2 separate regions of the Mus musculus genome follow, and region 1 is linked to region 2. A link is a contact called in public Micro-C data. All regions are on one chromosome and are shown on one strand. The core of a region is the stretch at or near the end of the contact, and the rest is flanking DNA. Distances in the headings are between cores, read along the strand shown.

Region 1 (2,700 bases), core at 23-2,522, 400 kb after region 2:
AACAGGCTCTCTGTACAGTTGTTCTCCCAGAGCCTGTTTTGCACAGCTGATGTCCCTGTCTGTATCGCCTAGAGGATGCTGCTTTCTAACAGGGCTAGTCAGCTGGAAGAGATCTGGAGACAAAAGGGGTCAGAATTAGGCTTCACTTCCTGCTAGTCTGGAATTGTAGCACTAGAGGATAAGACCTAGGAAGATGGGTTGGTTTTAAGTAATTCTGTGCCAGACTGGAAGGTACTCTGGGTACACCAGGGCAGTTTTCAGAGGTGGCAGAGCATCTCCATGTTTTTTGTACCTGCAGTCCAACACCATAGCACCAGAGGATGGGAAGGGAACCCACAGCCAAGGAGTCTTCCCTGCAGTGCAAAGCCATCAGTGGGGTTCCTGGAGGGCCACTATGCACTTTATGTGTCCTCAGTCACAGGAGCATGGTTCTTCTCACGTTCTGTGCCTTTAAGACTCAGCTGTCATACAAACCCTTAGTGTTTTAAATAATTGCTCTTCTCCTTGTAATGCGAGTTGTGCTAGACTGTCTACCAACAAATTTAGCAAGACTTCCGTGTCTTGGAAAAACATCAAATTAGAAGTTTCTTCACCTCATCCAGGGCTTATTTTGAGTCTCGCAGCTTAGCTAAGATAGCATGCAAAGAAAACAAGCTCACTTGTGGATTGACACTGAGGTAAGGTTTCTATGGAGATGCAAAGTGAAACTGGTCTTCCTGTTTTCCTTTCTGTGAATTGACCTGGAAAGCAGAAATAAATCTTCCGAGGGCCTCGGAGACAACTTTTTTTCTTGGGTTGTTTTCTGTGCTCTTGGTAATTTTCCAGCTGTAGGAAGAAACAGCGGAGGCTAAGGAGCCCTCGGAAGTACATGATAGTTGGGTTGGCATTTGAGGATTTATCTGGAAGGAAGGCCAAGCCTGCTAAGCAGAGGGAGAAATAAGGATCTCAAAGGCCAGCCACTAAAGGCTTCTCTGACTTTTAAGTACATGTGAGTCACCTGCAAGCTTATGACAGTGCAGATCTGTTCAGTGGATCTGAGAGGAGGCATGAGTCTGCAATTCTAAGCAGCGCCTGTTGCCTCCAACCAAGAATCCTTTGGGTTGGGAAATTTCCAAGTAGTTTGATAAACAATAATTATACTTGTTTTATAATTCCTTATCATTTTTTCCTAGCTAAAAGTGAATTTTCAATAACTGCAAATCCCTGAGCCCTGTCAATATGACTTAGACAATGTTAACACAAGCGGAAGTGAACAGCTTGAGTCGCTGAAACAAACACCCACAGACTGAAGAACAGCAGGACACGTCCAGCTGCAGGATCTCAGGACTGCATCATCAAAGTGTCTCAGCATTTTGGGAACACCACACTGGCCATCCTGACCCTAGGTTATGCTTAAGAGCAAAGGATAGACATTGAGGACAGACTCATTGCTTGTGGTGGATCCTGAATTTGGAAGTGAGTATGGGAGTTACCATTTAAGGCATCTGTCCCTCACAATCCTGCAAGGGAAGTTTGTTCACACCAGTGTAGCTTGGGCAGCTGGAGAAGTGCCCGTCCGTGTTCTAACAGTTTGACACAGACGGCAACTAGACTTTTCTTTCTCCATTTCATTTAATCCTTTTTTTCTGGCGTAGGTAAAATATTTTTCCTCTAAAAATCATGTCAAAGCTACTGCTTAAAAAGAAGGAAGAAAGGAAGAAAGGGAGAAGGGGGACAAGGAGGAGGAGGAGGCATAGGAAAAAGAGGAGGAGGAGGAAACTTTCCAATAGGAAACAAAATACCTGAAAATTTAGACTTCAAAAAACATTTTAAAGCATTTCCCTGTTTGGTTATAATCAAAAGCTAAGATGTTTAATCTCATTAGGCCAATTTTGCAGATTTTGAAAAATCTTGAAATTTATCCAGATTCACAAACACACATAAGTACTAGTGTAATTTTGCTTTTTAAAAATATTTCACTTATTTTTATTTTATGTGTATTAGTATTTGTCTAAGCATATGTCTATATACCACATACATGCAGTACCTACAGAGACCAGAAGAGGGTTCTTGGATCCCCTGGGACTAGAGTCACAGACAGCTGTGAATTGTCATATAGATGCTTAGAATTGAATCCAGGTCACCTGGAAGAGCAGCCAGTGCCCTTACCCACAGATCCCTCTTCCCAGCCCTGTAATTTTACCTTTTATAAGATAAAATCTTCAGACAAAGACATTTGGATCTATGCATCACTAATGTCACAGGAACCTGTGCAGCTGTCACGTTCAGAAGGCTCACATGATGCAGTCCCTGATCTGAACCTGGCCTCTACTCAGGCTGGGTATAGCCTATGAACTAAACATGATTTTATGCTATTAACTGATTTTTAAAAAATTATCCAAAGACATCCTGACATGATAAAATTTGAAATCCAAGTTTTGGTCTCCACAAACGTGATTCTCTTGGGATCCCAGCCTCTCTGTGTTGCTCATATAGACCTGGTCTGGAAATCAGCAATTCAGTTTTCAGGTCAGCAGTAGCAGCTTGATCCACTCACAAACACTTCACAGATACACCAGCAGTCCGTTTAGGGAGAGTCAGAATAGCAAACACGAATCAGCAGCAGTGGCACTGCCTACCAGAGACAGCCAGGCCTCAGCCTTGGCTCCAGTCACCAGGAGGTACCCGGAGGGATGCCAGGAGAAGTTCTTGGTTGTGCCT
Region 2 (2,700 bases), core at 81-2,580:
GCTCTAACCCACTGAGCCATCTCACCAGCCCGAGCAATGGTTCTTAATCAGCGGGTTGTGACCCTTTGGGTGGGGGTGGGGCACAAATGACCCTTTCACAGGTGTTGCCTAAGACCATCAAAAAAAAACCCACAGATGTTTACATTATAATTCATAACAGTAGCAAAATTACAGTTATGAAGTAGCAATGAAAATAATTTTATTTGTTGGGACATCACCACAATATGAATTGTATTAAAGGGTCATGGTATTAGGAAGGTTGAGAACTACTGTTCTAGACACAGGGAGTTTGGACCACACAGACACACACAGAGTAGACATTGTGTAGACCCAGGGAGTAGACAGTTATCTGTAAGCCAAGTAGAGAGGCCTACACAGATTCTCTGGAAATGGAGCTAGGGACCCCACTGACACCTGACTGTGAACTAACTCCCAGTCTATAGAGACACGAAAGAAGACCTTCCTACACTCTAAAGTGACTTATCCTAGTGCTTGGCTGTGACAGCTCTAGCAAAAAGAAACAGTGGCCAGGAGCCCCACGGATTTAAAGAATACTCTTGTCTTTAAATTATCCATATTTTCATTTTATTATATTTAATCCTACTCCCCTAAGCAGGATAGGTCACAGACAGCATAAGGGAGGCCTGGAGCACTGGGTGTTTGTTGCTACTATGTTACACTTGCTGACGCTTCTCGGCCTTTTGGCTAAGATCAAGTGTTACCCTTGCTGTCTCAACTGCAGAAGTGGCATTTTCTATGCTGGATTAAAGGGTCAAGAGGAGGCTTTCCCAGAGACTAAAGTGGGTGAGAAGCGCATGCTGGAGTCTGAGAGATGAGCCTCTCTCCTCTCTGTTTTGCACGATTCTAACTGCAGCCTCCAGGCCAACCTGAGACGGCAGATGCTAGGCCTGTGGTATGAGATGCCTTTGATGCCCAAAGACTCTGCTACCTGATGAGCTGAGATGCATTATGCTGGAAGAATGTGGTCAAGTGCACCAAGAGGAAACAGGTTATTGAGCCCCATACTCACTCTTCATTAGGTTTCAATAGAGCCTTCAGTCACTCCCCCAGACCCATGGGCAGAGCTGCCTTTTCACCAGTAGGTGGCAGCAGAGGGTTTGTGGAAAGGAGGGACACCGATCAGTGAGTTTGTGGCTGTCAATCATAGGGGCTTGCTTTCAGAATCAGAGGAAAAGTGATTCCGACTACCAGTAAACATATGAAGCCCAGAGAGGTTGCAAGCACAGGTAGCGATCTGTCCTCACATCCGCTCTGGGAGCAAGGCACTGTGGGTATGTTGTGTTCAGACCCAGGGCCTCTAGGAGGTGACACATTTCTGTTGCTTAAGCCACACAGTTTGTGATAATTTCTTACAGCAGGAGAGTAATACAGGCCAACAAACAAAGGAAAGCCAGGCCTTCAGGCTCCTCCCCTGGACCCCTTCTCATGTACTGTCAGACTTGGTCAGCTTTGTTTATATTTTTAAATTTTATTTTATTATTTTATATGCATACGTATTTGTCTGCATGTGTATCTGTGCATGTTTGGTGCCTGGAGAGGCCAGAAGAGGGCACTAGATCCCCTAGACCTGGAGTAACCTAGACCTGGGAATCCAGCTCCCTCGGGAGAGGCAGTGGGAATGCCAGAGTTTCCAATCAACACCCCCTGGGGCAGCCGGTACTGGCTTAAGCAGGTAAAGATTAGAGACCCTTACTGATGCGGTGTGGCCGGGGAGGCATCATTCACCTCCAAGCCTAAGGATTCAAGTTCAGAAACTCAGCTTCTTTTTGCCAAAGCCCCTGCTTTGAGTTTTCTAAGACCCCTGTGACCTAATTTGTTGAGCGTTTGTCTTGGTATTTTCTCAGGCTTTCCTCCCACACCATGGCGTGGCAGCTGTTTATTCAACCACGCTCACTTCTTTGCCACCCTTCTTCCCATGATCAAAGGGTAGCATTAACAACCCCAAACACACCGAATAATCAAGCTGTCCAAGGGCTGACAGTAGGTCAGCACACTAATCTCCAATACTAGTATGGCAGAGAATTGGGGGTGGGGTGGGGTTTAACTGTTTCTTTTCCTTACATGCAGTTATTTTTGCACTTCAAACAGCCATTTTGCAGAAGCACTTTCACAGATAAAGGGCGTGTTATTGAGAGGATGCTAATGTGGCCAGTGTAAAGGCAATGGGATTGAGTAACAGAAGGAGAGAAGTCGCTGTTGGGTGGCAGCCATCCTTTAGATTTCTCTGTTAATAAGAATGCAATTCCTTCACCTCTCACTGACAACCCGTTCCCTGGGAGCCACGAAAGGGCACTCTCTCCCACTCCATTTCCCAGTGGGAATGGCTTTTTGTTGGTTCCCCTCCCCAGGCAGGCTGCCTTAGCATCCCAGGGTGACAGGCAGCATCGGGGGCTGATATCCACGCGACCATCCCGCTAGGAGAACGGCAGAAGCTCGCATTTCCCATCAGTGCGGCCCACTCAGTTCTGTTGTTTGCTTTTCAATACCCCAATCTGTGGCTCATCAGCTCAGCATTCAACAGGAAACATCTTTGGTCACACTGGATAAAGCCATCTTAAAAAACCATCTCCCTTGGATTTGAATATTTGCAAATGAGCCAGGAAGCCGAGGGGTGTACAGTGTGAAGGTGAAGGACCTCTGGAAAGCAGTGTTGGGCGAAACATTGGTAGGACCTGAATT

The links. Hi-C and Micro-C count contacts between places; a contact is called where the count stands out from the background.
Region 1: a contact with region 2 is called in a Micro-C map of the HL-1 cell line, with 5 times the contacts expected there. A contact is called at or near these places in 59 of 484 Hi-C or Micro-C datasets (the 63-12 cell line, the AML12 cell line, B cells and 28 more), 11 of 130 datasets of targeted methods (the NIH/3T3 cell line, astrocytes, embryonic basal ganglia and 5 more) and 1 of 9 other capture datasets (embryonic stem cells).

Annotation. Positions count from the first base shown.
Region 1 is chr19:24,698,064-24,700,763 of GRCm38.p6, forward strand. The region is part of intron 10 of Pgm5 (phosphoglucomutase 5); the gene reads right to left. Among named protein-coding and RNA genes, the nearest start is that of Gm38581, 7.8 kb to the right of the region's middle.
Region 2 is chr19:24,299,986-24,302,685 of GRCm38.p6, forward strand. The region is part of intron 14 of Pip5k1b (phosphatidylinositol-4-phosphate 5-kinase, type 1 beta); the gene reads right to left. Among named protein-coding and RNA genes, the nearest start is that of Fxn, 21 kb to the left of the region's middle.